Linked DNA regions of Mus musculus: all the other regions are linked to region 3. The links are chromatin contacts, called in public Hi-C, HiChIP or PLAC-seq and promoter capture Hi-C maps. All regions are on one chromosome and are shown on one strand. Each heading gives the region's core, a stretch centred on a gene start, on an enhancer-like site or on the middle of the called end of the contact. The rest is flanking DNA. Distances are from core to core; before and after follow the strand shown. Region 1 holds the start of B4galt5 (UDP-Gal:betaGlcNAc beta 1,4-galactosyltransferase, polypeptide 5). Region 2 has its middle 31 kb from the start of Ptgis. Region 3 overlaps Kcnb1 (potassium voltage gated channel, Shab-related subfamily, member 1). Region 4 overlaps B4galt5 (UDP-Gal:betaGlcNAc beta 1,4-galactosyltransferase, polypeptide 5).

Region 1 (3,112 bases), core at 9-2,508, 250 kb before region 3:
CTTAGACGACTTGCTTCTCTTTCCAGAAGCTTCAGTTTTCTCATCGGTGCAATGGGGCCAAAGTGGGGGTAGGGGAGCCACGATCTCAGGACTTAGAGAGAGGCTGTTACTGGCTAAGAAGCCCTGTTTCTCGGTGTCTTAACATTGACAGTTGTCACCACTGTTCTGTCCTGTAGGATGTGACCTTGTTTGGATCTCTTCTTCTTTCCTGGGATTTTATCCTTGGATTCATTGAAGGCGGATCAAGCCCCTTCTTCCTTCCTTCCGGCTTTTGCATTTGTAGTTCCCCTTAGTGGGACCACTCTTTCTCCACCTGGCACTTTCACATTCTTTTGTGTTCATGCCACCCAGGAAGGAGAGGCTTCCCCCTCAATCTCAGACTAGAGTAGAATGCATCCGAAACATCTTCATGTCTAATTGTTTTCATATCTCTTATCATCATCATCTGTTATATTGATTTTTTTCTTATTCGCATTAATACAGGTTCCCAGAGGAATCTTTGCTCCGTGGAGCATCCCCGGCCCCAGGACCCGTAACTGCCACTTTATCATAAATGGTGTCTGGAATGAATGGATGAGTGAGGGCGAACACGAATGCCCCGGCCTCTGCATCCTTGCTCTGCTGCAGCGGCGGGCTACCTGGCTATTCACACATTGTCCACCACCCCTCGATCCCCGCGTGGGGAGCTCGCACGGGAACCAAGTCGTACTAGCGAGCCGCTTCCTGCCAGCATGGGCGGCGGCCGCTCGAGGATCTTGCGGCTAGAGTGCTCGCGCGTGAACCCCGCCCCGCCCCGCCCCGCCCCCACATCCAGGCCCCGCCCCACAGATGCGCTCCCCGGACTGTAGGCCCTGCCCATTCCCGCCCCCTTGCCTCAGGCCACGCCCTTCTCTCCTCCCCGTCAGGCCTCAGGCTCAGGCTCCCGCAAAATGCTTGTTATGCTCCCGGCCCCGCCCTTATCCCCCTCCCCATCAGACTTCAAGCCCGGTCCCCGCCGGTGTTCTCAGGCTCGCGGAGGCACCCTTAACATCAGGCCCCGCCCTCGTCCGGCCCCCAGTTTAGGCCCCGCCCTTACTCGGTCCCCATCAGGCCTGCCTCAGGTCTGGTACCTCCATCTGCTCCTCAGACTGCGGCCCTTGCCCTCGCCCCGCCCTCAGCATCAGACCCCGCCCCTCACCCCGCCCTCCTAACAGGCCCCGCCCCGCCCGCCTCGCCCCCGCCGCTGAGCTCCTCTGGTCGTCGGCCCCCTCCCGCCTCATGTGGCCCGGCCCGCGGCGGCCGGCGGCTGAAAGCGGCGAGGCGGCGGCGCGCGAAGCCCGGAAGGCGGCGGCCGAGGCCCAGGCGGCGGACCGGAGCGGCGGGAGCGGGGCCCGGGTTGGCCCTCGAGCGGCCGCCGGCTCAGCATGCGCGCCCGCCGGGGGCTGCTGCGGCTGCCGCGCCGCTCGCTGCTCGCCGCGCTCTTCTTCTTCTCGCTGTCGTCCTCGCTGCTCTACTTCGTCTATGTGGCGCCCGGCATAGGTAGGAAGGCGACCCTGCGGCCACCCCACGCCTCTTCCCGCTGCGGCCCGCGCCGCCGCCCCGGCCGACCCCGCGCTCCGTGACTCGCCGTTTCCTGCCGCGCCACCCCGCAGCCCGCCCGCACACGCGGCCTCCTCCCTGACGCAGCCGCCCGCGCCCTCCGCGGCCGCGCGTTGGCTGCCCAGACCCGGCGGGGCTGCGGGCTGCGCGCCCCTTTCCCCTCCCCCCCCTCCTCCCTGGAGCCCGCCGCTCGCCCGCCGCTCATAGCGGACCCGACCTGCTCTGGGGACCGATGGGAAGTTTGAATTGGCCATGGAGGAGGTGCTGTGACAGGGGCCTTGAAGAAGCGGTGCCAGGTGGAAGGGAGGGGGGGGTCGCCCAGAGAAGAAACGGAATGGGTAGCAGTTCTCCAAGGTCCGCCCTTTAGAGGGGGAGACCGCCTGGAGAGAAAACGAGCCCTTCCCGGAACAGACTGGACGCTGATGAGAAGGCAAAGGCAGCGAGAGGGTTAAAGGCAGAGGACACTGAGGTCAGATGTCCTGTATGACCTTGGGCCCTCAGCTTCTCTTCTCTGTAAAATGGGGACACGAATCCCAGCCTTTAAAGGACAGAGGGCCATAAATGCCCTTTAAGCTTTTCTCCCTATAGCGGACGCCCAACGTCTTCGAAATAAATACATACATAATAAATAAATATTCGCTGTTACAGGTAGTTTGGGGGACAGAAGGAAAGAGTTTTAAGGAATGCGACTTGCCTCCCTTAGTGTGGTCTTGGAGTGCTAGTGAAAACTTCAGCCCTTGGTGAAAAATGAGAAGATGCTGTTGGGGGTGGGGCCGAGGGCGAGAATTCTGGATGGTTGGGATGGGTGCCGCTTAGGGGAAGTGCCTTTGAGATCGGAGTAGTAAATGCTGGTGTTCCCTGTTGACCTGGCAACTCTGAACTGGCAGAGAAATTTCCAGAGAAAGAGGGAGAGAGGGAGAGAGTCTCTCCCCTGATTATTTTTTTTTTTAAAGCTTGTTTCACTTGATGTTTAAAGTTGGTGTTTCATGCTGTCAGCCTGACCTGGGAAGATGGAAAAGCTAACTTGAGACTGTCCTCACTGATTTGGTGAGTGGCATTCCACCAGGGATGTATAATTATTGTGGCTTGTTAGGCTTGCTAAGTAGAAGGGCAGGAATTCTGGCTGAACAAGAATAGATAACTAATTAGTGAAATTAATTGAGAAGAGAGCTCATTAGCGAATAGGATATTAGATTCTCACAAAATGAGAGTGAAGTGATAGGTTTAAACCTGCAGGCATCTTCCAGCCAGACCCTCTATTTTTCTTCCTTTTGTGAAAGTGACAGGTGTTTCTGGTCTGGGTCTGTGTATCTCCTGTATCTCCATGGTGATCAGCCTTTTTCGATGAGAAAGAATAGAAGCCAGACTCTTCAACAGAAATGAAACTTACTTCAGATTTCTCTGTGGTAGGTCAGTGAAGCTCCTGTGTACGCCACCACCGCCACCACCAAGCTTAGAATCCCAAACCCTGTGTCACTGCAAGACTCAACTCTCTTGAGATTTCATTAGTGACTTTAGAAGTGTTTGAGAGAAC
Region 2 (3,138 bases), core at 464-2,963, 170 kb before region 3:
TCTTCTGACCTCCAGAGTTGTAAGAAAATAACTCCATGTTACTTTCTGTGATGACTGGTTAGTGCAAGCAATGACTGAATGGTGGTTTGAATAAAAATGGCCTCCCCAGGGCCATAGGGATTGGCACTATTAGCGGGTGTGGTCTTGGAGTGGGTGTGGCCTTGTTAGAGTGGGTGTGGCCTTGTAGAAAGTTTGTCATTTCAGGCAGGCTTTGAGGTATCAGATACTCAAGCCAGGCCAGTGTCTCACTGTCTCTTCCTATTGCCTACTGATCCAGATGTAGAACTCTCAGCTACTTCTCCAGGACACACATGCTACGTGTGCGTGTGTGTGTGTGTGTGTGTGTGTGTGTGTGTGTGTGTGTGTAAGCCAGGAGTTGGTGCCAGATAATCTCTTCATTTGCCCTCCATTTTACTTTTTGAGATGGAATCTTATTACTGAGCCCAGAGCTTGCTGTTTTGATTAGAATGACCGGCCAGGAAGCCCCAGTGACACCTCCCCCCTCCCCCACTCTCACTGCCTTTAAGTTCTGAGATTATAGCACATGCCACCACACCTGGCTTTTATACGGTGCTGGGATTTGAACTCAGGTCCTCATGCTTGGATGGCACATGCTTACCAACTGTACCATTTCCCTGAGCCCAGGGTTCAGGACTTCTATTGCTCAGCCCCCACCTCCCCCCAGCTCTGCTCAAGCCTGCCAAGTGCTTCCAGGTCACCATGGCATGGAAGGAGTGAGCCCTTCCTTATCACAACTTCTTGCCCACTAGGGTGGTTCCTCCTCGGAGACATTCTCTTGATCTCAGCGCAACAGGGTCCCAGACCTTAGTAGGCCCTGAAACCTTAGCACAACCGACTCCATGATGAAAATGCCATTCAGGCTGCAAAACTCAGCACACAGACAAAACTAGAGCAAAGGCCTAATTTATCGAGGTCCATAGTTATGGGGAAGCTTTTATATGTACTAACCTTGCTTTCTGGCATCTGTAGCTCTGCTTCCAGTTAACTGTTCTTGTTCATCAGAGTCTGTCAACCCAGGACTTGGATTTTGTGCTGAAAAGCTCACCCTGAGAAAGGCTCAGGGCTACACTGGGATCCCAAACACTGGCCTGCTAGTAAAAACTTTCTATTTGCTCCAACCCATTTGAAGCAGTCTTCTCTGGGGACTACCCCACAACACTCAGTATCTGGTAAGGCTGGGTAGGCCAGAGAGAGGTGGCAGCGCCCTCGTCAGGACAGCATGGCCCTTAGCACCAGCTGCCAGGCCTGGAGGGTAAAGCTGAGGGTCAGAGGATGGTTAAGTCTGGGCCACTTTCTGTGGTCCAAGAAGAAAAGGTCACTGTGTTTCCTGCCTTCCTGTGTTTCATGGCCTGAGGCTGGTGGCTCACCATCTCTGGGCCTGAGTGACTAGGTTAATGGAAGGGCCTCAATCAAACAGCTGGTGGACACATCCCACTCACAGATGCGTCTACGTGTTTTAAATCAGTTGTCAACACTTAACACTTGAGAAAACTCCTGAAAATTCAAGATTTCCAGCCCCTCCCTATCCCCCCAAGCAATTGGAAGATGTGGCCTTTCGGGTAATCAGGCTGAGGGAGTGAGCCACTGCCAAATCCCCAGCCAGCGTCTGCGGTCATTGCTGGCTCTCGCCTGGGCCCTCAGAGGCTGAGTGTTCAGCTCTGGGCTCTGAGGTTCCTGTCATTCTTCCTCTTTATTTCCTGGAACTGCAAGCCACGTGCATGGACTCGCACAACCGTGGCGAGCACGTGGCTGCCACTCAGAGGATGACACCAAGAACTAGTTTTCTCTCCACTATATGGGCCCTGGGGATTGAACCCAGGTCACCAGGCCCCACCCACCAAGCCACCACATTTGGGTCTTGTTTCTTTTTTCTTCCTTCCTTTCTCTGTCTCTTTCATCTTATTACTAATACTTTGTTTTTGTTTTTGAGAGAGTCTCACATAGCCCTGGCTGTCCTGGAACTTGCCATGTAGACCATGCTGGCCTCAAACTTACAGAGATCTGCTTGCCTCTGCTGAGGCCACACTTGGCACATCCCCCCCCCCTTTTTTTTTTTTTTTTTGAGCTAGATTTTGCTATGTTCTCCAGGCTGGCTTTGACATCAAAATAATCCTCCTGTCTCAGCTTTCCAAATACTCGATTACAGGTATATACTACCATGCCCTATTCCCTTGAATGTTAAGTACACTGGGACCAGGTGACAAGCCTGAATGGTCACTTCACACATGACAAACAGCTGCTCAGAGAGGTTGTGTGGTGGTCAGGGCCACTCCGTTGGGGCCACTTAGCCAGGGTTAGGGTCTGCATCTGAACCAAGCTGCCCTGGCTCTTTGGCACTGACCTCTTAAGTATTGGCTCTGGCCAGTCCACAGCCACTAAACAGATAGACAAGGCTATCTTGGTGGCTCCTGGAGCTGTGACCCTTAGGGAGTATGTGTGAATCCAGGCTGGCTGAAGATGGGCAGACAGGACGAAGTGAGAGGGGGCTAGAGCCAGGAAGCCACCAGGTCATGGCTAGAGCTAATGTGGCCCTCCACTTTGGTGGTTGTGACTATTTTCCATGGCAGCAGAAGGTTCTGTCTGAGCCCAGGGCCAGCAAGAGGCCCTTTGTCATGTGGTAAGCTCGGATACCTTGGTAGCGTGGGAGGAGGAGTGGAGGCAACCATGCTGGAGCCCAGCCCTGGGGAGCCATGGGCTTTAGGCCTGGGCCCAGCAGACAGAACTGCACTGGCTGGAGTCTCCCAGAGGAAAGTTGTATCCACAGCCACTTCCAAACAACCCAGACCAGCTTGGCCTCAGCTCTGCCTCATCTCAGGCCCAGCCTCAAACTCACCTCAGCTCCACCCAAGCCCCAGCCCTATCCAAGCCCAACTTCACCCCAACTTTTAATTGGGGCTTTCTTACAGTTTCAGAGGTTTAGTTCATCATGGTGGGAAGCATGGCAGCATGCAGGCACACATAGTGCTAGAGGAGCTGAGAGTTCGACATCTTGGTCCACAGGCAGCAGCAGGAGACTGTGTGCCACACTGGGCATAGCCCTGAGCATATAAGAGATCTCTAAGTCTGCCCCCACAGTGCCACACTTCCTCCAACAAGGCCACACTTCCTGATAGTGTC
Region 3 (2,966 bases), core at 295-2,794:
GGCCACAGTGGGTCTACCGTTACCACATCAGAGTCCGGGGCTTTTCCGTGACCCCTCAGGATCACCCCTCATCCCTCATGGGACAGGAGAGGTCCTCAGGTTTCGGAGGCAGGGATCTCTTAAAGCCTGCGTACAAGAGACACACAACGTCTCAGAAGGGCGCAGCAAGAGTTGGGTGTCGGGTGTTGTACCGCTCTTTCTTGTCAACCGGCCATTGTGTGTTCTATGTTACTGTCTGTCCCAAAAGCCCGACGCTCCTCCCTGAGGCCATCTAGGCAGACGGCACAGCCAAAAGCAATAAGTACCCATGTGTATCCCTCGAGGTTCCCGTGCACTTCCTGGTGTCAGTCTTCCTGTCCAAGCGTTGACCTGGCGTCGTCCCGCCTGCTTGTGACCCAGTGGCACAGTATTGTTGGCCCTTCCTCAGTGACACCAGTCTGCGCAAATGCTCTAGTTACGGCGATGTTGTTGGTCAGCCTGTCTCTGGTACAATAGGGCAATGTGGTTTTCTTACTATAGTGTGAGTGGGTAATGTCCCAAATGCTGTAGTGTCCTCCTCCCTGTCCTCAGAACAGTGACGGGCATGTCTTCCTGATGAAGCAAAGACAATAATGGTCACCTGTCCTCAGTATCGTGTGTGGCTGGTCGGCCCAGCAGTCCGATGGCATGATCCACCCGTCAGCACACGTAGCACATCACGATCTTCTGCCTTCTCTTGTTTCCATAGCTGCGGTCAGGCCACCTGTCCCAGGTAGGATGCTAAAGGCTCATCCCACCACCCTTAAACAAAGTGTTCATGACGCTTCTCAGCATCTCCAAAGACCTGGGTCCCCCCTCCCTCCAGAGGGCACAGCTTGGTATTTTGCTGTTTTCATGAAGAAAATAAGAAGTTGACTCTGCCTCACCATCCGTCCTCAGAGCTTTCTCAAAACAGGAGCAAAGGGGCTGAGACAGTGCCGGGTCACGTGCACCAGCGGCATCCTGGAGACAGGAAGCAGGGGGGCGGGGCTCCACGGCCCCCTGCTGAGCTCTGCCTGGCGCTGGGGCCTGTGTGTGACCGGTGATCGATGATCGTGGGACCTTTCTGCTGACCATCTTCCATGTCTGTCTTTTGTGTTGCTCATAAGTCACCCATCAGCACAAATGTGAAAATTCAGGGAAACAAACAAATGCTTTTTGATAAAAAGTAAATAGTTGTGATTTCCGATTCAGATATTTTTAGAGCTATCTGTAAAAAAAAAAAAACCTCCTACTGATGATATAGTCTATTTTACATATCAGGAAGTAAACACGTCTTAACATAGCCATAAATAGCCAGAAGGAAGTTACCGCCCCCCTTCTTTAAACCAAGGCATTTCATTGGTTGGTTAAGCCGACGGCGGGTGTACAGTGTAGAAATGATTGCTTTCTTTTTTAAGAACCACTTGGTGCGACTTTTCTTGTAACCAAAGGCCCTTTCTGCCTTGTGTAGGACCTGGCTGTCCCTCCCTCTTGTGTTTTGTCTGACTTTAAAGTAGCATTATACCGAGAAAATGATGAATCCAGAATACCTTTCCTAGCTGCATAGGCAGAGTCTGACAGAACTCCTATAGAGACAACCATCAAAACAGTATAGACGAAGCAAAAGAAGAGTTTTCCATTTTGGTTTTTGTTGGCGTTTTTTTTTTTTTTCCTTTCACTTATATTTGTGTGAACTGTGGGAATATAGCTTCCCCCACACAAGTGTAACTCAAGTTAGAATATTATAAATTTTTCTACCAACCCTCCATGGGCTAAAAAGGAACACAGAGTCTCAGGCCGCATGTACCTGACCCGGGTACATGTGTTTACACGCACTGGGAAATCTTGGGTTGCCAAGATGAAGATGAATCTGACAGATGGGTCTCAGCAGTGAAGACAAGAGCCAGGGGATGGGGACAGAGGCCACTTGAACATGGTGGTCCACCTGGCCTGACCCAACCAGAGCAAAAGGAAGTGAGATACCCAAATAACTCCAGGGGCTGGAGGCGGAGATCTCCCGGTCCGGTTATGAAATCAACAGGACTATCAAAAAGCCAGCTGAATCGGAGTCCCAGCATCCACCACGTCATCAGAAAAGGCCAGGCGTCGGACTGCTGTGCGCACCTGTCGCACCGGGAAAGCCTTACTGTGGACAAGGTGAGGACAAGCCAGTTCTTTTGCCTTTTCATTTTTGGATGTTTCCAAAGCAGCAGATCTGGGGCAACAGATCTCTCTCTGGTATTCTACCTTAAGCACATTTAGATGAGAGAGAGAGTAAAGGAGGAGAGAATATTTGTCATCGAGGAGAGAGGAAACGCCAAAGTAATGAGGAAGCCACCCTTAACCTGCTCCACTCACCCTGACAGTTGCTGGGAATAGGAGCTCTTTTTCCTCCCAAGTCTCACCTTCTCTTCATCTCCTCTGTGTTCTGTAGCTGCAGCCTTGTCTCTGTCCCTTCTCCCGAGAAGATCCACATCTCTAAGGAGGAAACAAGACGCAACAGCATCCTCTTCTATACAACTGTAATGTATTGTCAATATTTATAATTATGTATTTGTCTGACTCTGGTCATGGCTGGAATGTCTAGTCCTTGAACAAGGACATATTTAAAGTTCATCACAGAAAAGGGTCCCTAAAGCCAGGTATCTCTATATAGATAGGTAGGTATAGATATATAAATAGATCTCTTTTCCTTGTTTCTCTGCCAACTTTGTCTCGAGTAAAATAACCACAGCCTGCACTGAATCAAAGGGGGATGGGTACACAGAAAAGCTTCTAGAACATCCTCGTTTGGAGACAGACTTTGTGTATGTGTATCTGACAGGTTGGCAGGAGGAAGATGGGGGCTCCGAGGCCCCCAGCAGGACAACAGAACACTCTAGCCTTGGGCGTTTCCTAACCTATTATTGTTTATATGACAACCCCCAAATACTTTCATGTCTCTAGGCCAGGGCCGCCCAAAGCAG
Region 4 (3,002 bases), core at 101-2,600, 220 kb before region 3:
TTCCACTTCCAGTTTCCTTAAACACTTTCTGTTGCTCCAAAGCATTTAAAGGATGTGATAATGTGTGCGTGCAAATTCTGCAGCCAAAAGTCTCCTTGCATTTTAGAGGAAAGAGATGTAGCTTTTTATTTTTGCTTTCTAGAAATCAATCTTTTTCTTGGTTTGTTTACCTGTTTTTGATATGGGGTCTCACTATGTAACCTTAGGTGGCCTTCCTCTGCCTCCCGAGAGCTGGGATTAAAGGTATGGATTACCAGGAATGGCTTTAAAACAAACAAAAACAAAACAAACCAGGGTCCCATGTAGCCCAGGCTAGCCTCAAACACTTATAAAGATGATGACACCCTTGAATTCCCAATCCTCTTGACTCAGGTCTCTGCTGAGATTACAGCCCTGAACCACCACACTTGCTTTTTATAACTTTTTTTTTTTTTAAAGATTTATTTGTTGGGGCTGGAGGGATGGCTCAGCAGTTAAAAGCACTGACTCCTTTTTCGGAGGATCTGAGTTCAATTCCCAGCAACCACATAGTCGCTCACAACCATCTGTAATGGGATCCGATGCCCTCTTTTGGTGTGTCTGAAGACAGCTACAGTGTACTCATATACTAAAATAAGTGTCTGTGTTTGAGTGCAGGTGTGCCTGTGTGTGCTCCCCTGTGCCCGTGTGTGCCCGTGTGTGCTCCCCTGTGCCCGTGTGTGCCCGTGTGTGCCCGTGTGTGCTCCCCTGTGCCCGTGTGTGCCCGTGTGTGCTCCCCTGTGCCCATGTGTGCCCGTGTGTGCTCCCCTGTGCCTCTGAAGCAGATTCTTCTCCAGGGACCTAGAGTTTGAGTTTCCTCAGCTAGACTCAAAGCCAGCAAGCCCCAGGGATCCCCTGTCTATGCACACCTTGGAGCTGGAGTGCCAGGTTCATTGCGTGGATGCTGGGATCTGAATTCTGGTTCTTATGATTGTTCAGTGAATGCTAACTCCTGAGCCATCTTTCTCTAGCTTTATAGCTTCTGTTTAAAAAGAAACTCATGTTTGTCATAACCTGTCGCTATGCTGTCTCAGTGTGTGCAGTGAGGAAATTTGAAATGTTTAAGTCGATGACTCTCATTTGAGCATCAAGTTTTTAAAACTGTAAATCTCTGAAGGTGCTCGGAATGGCTCCTGGCATATTGTGTTGGTGCCTGGCACTGAAGAATACTGGGAATCAGTTGAGCATGTGACCCTGACAGTAAAAAGATCATATCAGAGAATAACACGAGGATGGTTTGGGGCACTTGGGAAACTGGACTGCAGAGACAGCCCAGCTGTGAAACCTGGCTTTGCCAGGTCAGATGACCTAGGCAGACCTCTGTTCCTGCTTCTGTGACTCAAAGGCAACAAATAGCCTGCAAGTCAGTGACCTCAGAGGTCTCACACACAGGCGTTAGGAAACTCAGCAGTGCGGCAGGAAGCAGGAAGTACACTGACCCCATAGGAAGCCAGGAGAAGCAGAATCAGTGAGTTCGTCTTCCCTGACAGCCGAGGGAGAGCTGGGACTCTGTAACCTCTGGTGCTTAGGGTGGGATTCAGTTATTCAGAAACACAGCTGATGTTAGTCATAGATGTCAGAGCACTTTGAAAGTATTCCACACACTGGTGACACATTACTGTCTTTCGACATGTGAGCCTTGGTCCTCTGTGATACCCATGTGACAGAGACATCACCCCGGGTGCCTTCCAGAGTGTAGGTCTTGAAGATCAAACAGGTTACAGATTTTTAACCCATTTACCCATCACACAGACCAAGACTGAGCCTTATTGCTGCGAGGACCAGGTTGAACTGCAGAACATTGTCTTGCTTCTGCAGGAATGGTCAGAACTCACTGTGCAGTACAGGCTCTTCCTGTCGCAGCTTTGCAGGAAGGAGCAGGTCCCAGGGTTGGCTTTGGATGGAACCTTGGTGTTTTGCAGGGTGGGGATTTATTTGTTCTGAGTATTGATTAGTTGGCCCGCTGAGGTCTAGTCCTGGACACTTCCTTCAAGGCCATGGCTTTCAGCATGGTGCTCACACCCGAGACAGCTCCCACTGTGCTGTGCCTTGCTCCCTAGGCACACTAACCAGTGCACAGGTCTACAGTAAAGACTCCTGCCTGGGTTTGCTCTTGATCTCTCTTTGCCTCTTGGCTTCATTATGTCCCGTTATTTTCTTCCCAATCTGGTAGTTTTGTTAGGGATTTTTTTTTCTGTGTGTGCAAGAGACAACTGCAGGTGGATTAGAACTCAGGAGGAAAGAGGAGACGCCAGCTCTGTGCCTGGAAATGCTCCGAGTAAGCCACAGCTTCGAGGAAGAGTTTATTTTTCTTATCTGTGTCATGGTTATAAGAGATTCCTCAGTGTAGGCATGGGGCCGGGTAATAATTAGTGTCATCCATCAGCAAGACTGATCTGTGCAAAGTGTCACTTTAGCATCCCACACTGGACAGCCTTCCTTAACTGATGCCTGCTCTGTGCTGTCTCAGCCTCCCCCAACCCCATGCTTTCTCCCGCTTCTACAAGAGAAGGCTAAAGTCTGTGGGAGGCATTTGCTGACTGGGCTGGGCACCTCACAGTTGGCTTTCAAGCTAAAATTGGCTTTTAACTGCAGTTCAACCAGCGTTGATCAGAACCACGGTGGTGGGAAGTACTGCTTGTCAGTGTAAAGTCACTCTATGTCCTGGAGCACTGGGCTTTGTAGTTCCGAGATTCTGACTTCACTAACCACATGGCTAACACTCTAAAAGTCATTTGAAACAAAACGTGTTCACTGGTATGGAAAGAGGGTTAAGACAATATCTTCTCATAAAGTCGGTGGGCGACGTAGGGGTTCAGACTGGAGGTCCGTGTGTCTGCTTGGACATTGGCTTGTTTGTTTGTTTGTTTGTTTGTTTGTTTGTTTTTCGAGACAGGGTTTCTCTGTATAGCCCTTGCTGTCCTGGAACTCACTCTGTAGACCAGGCTGGCCTCGAACTCAGAAATCCGCTTGCCTCTGCCTCC

What was found. Promoter capture Hi-C pulls out the DNA fragments that hold promoters and counts their contacts. A called contact is a pair of places that touch in the nucleus more often than the background predicts. HiChIP or PLAC-seq counts read pairs in DNA pulled down with a chosen protein or histone mark.
Region 1: a contact with region 3 is called in a promoter capture Hi-C map of pre-B cells, with 3 times the contacts expected there. The contact joins the promoter of B4galt5 here to the enhancer-like site in region 3. A contact is called at or near these places in 3 of 39 promoter capture datasets (liver, pre-B cells and stem cell-derived epiblast-like cells), 1 of 484 Hi-C or Micro-C datasets (nephron progenitors), 2 of 115 datasets of contacts at active chromatin or transcription factors (bone marrow-derived macrophages and memory CD8 T cells) and 1 of 9 other capture datasets (pancreatic islet).
Region 2: a contact with region 3 is called in a Hi-C map of B cells, with 2.8 times the contacts expected there. The contact joins two enhancer-like sites. A contact is called at or near these places in 1 of 39 promoter capture datasets (embryonic stem cells), 7 of 15 datasets of contacts at CTCF or cohesin (CD8 T cells, the G1E-ER4 cell line, the NIH/3T3 cell line and 3 more), 36 of 484 Hi-C or Micro-C datasets (the 63-12 cell line, the AML12 cell line, B cells and 20 more), 4 of 115 datasets of contacts at active chromatin or transcription factors (bone marrow-derived dendritic cells, embryonic stem cells, large pre-B cells and 1 more) and 4 of 9 other capture datasets (adipose tissue, embryonic stem cells, liver and 1 more).
Region 4: a contact with region 3 is called in an H3K4me3 HiChIP or PLAC-seq map of bone marrow-derived macrophages, with 4 times the contacts expected there. The contact joins two enhancer-like sites. A contact is called at or near these places in 1 of 115 datasets of contacts at active chromatin or transcription factors (bone marrow-derived macrophages) and 2 of 9 other capture datasets (embryonic stem cells and liver).

What each region holds. Positions count from the first base shown.
Region 1 is chr2:167,347,324-167,350,435 of GRCm38.p6, reverse strand. B4galt5 (UDP-Gal:betaGlcNAc beta 1,4-galactosyltransferase, polypeptide 5) reads left to right here and starts at 1,258. Exons shown (of 9, transcript NM_019835.2): 1 at 1,258-1,518. The coding sequence starts at 1,404.
Region 2 is chr2:167,269,901-167,273,038 of GRCm38.p6, reverse strand. No RefSeq gene overlaps it. Among named protein-coding and RNA genes, the nearest start is that of Ptgis, 31 kb to the right of the region's middle. Within about 2 kb of position 1,713, at least 40 of the 459 cell types and tissues checked have an H3K27ac peak or open chromatin away from gene starts, as enhancers often do. A contact at or near this core is called in the 63-12 cell line, B cells and CD8 T cells, where this site is marked.
Region 3 is chr2:167,100,284-167,103,249 of GRCm38.p6, reverse strand. Kcnb1 (potassium voltage gated channel, Shab-related subfamily, member 1) reads left to right here. Exons shown (of 2, transcript NM_008420.4): 2 at 1-2,966. Among named protein-coding and RNA genes, the nearest start is that of Gm39984, 23 kb to the right of the region's middle. Within about 2 kb of position 1,544, at least 115 of the 459 cell types and tissues checked have an H3K27ac peak or open chromatin away from gene starts, as enhancers often do. A contact at or near this core is called in the 63-12 cell line, B cells, CD8 T cells and 3 more, where this site is marked.
Region 4 is chr2:167,317,574-167,320,575 of GRCm38.p6, reverse strand. All of the region lies in intron 1 of B4galt5 (UDP-Gal:betaGlcNAc beta 1,4-galactosyltransferase, polypeptide 5), which reads left to right. Among named protein-coding and RNA genes, the nearest start is that of B4galt5, 30 kb to the left of the region's middle. Within about 2 kb of position 1,350, at least 128 of the 459 cell types and tissues checked have an H3K27ac peak or open chromatin away from gene starts, as enhancers often do. A contact at or near this core is called in bone marrow-derived macrophages, where this site is marked.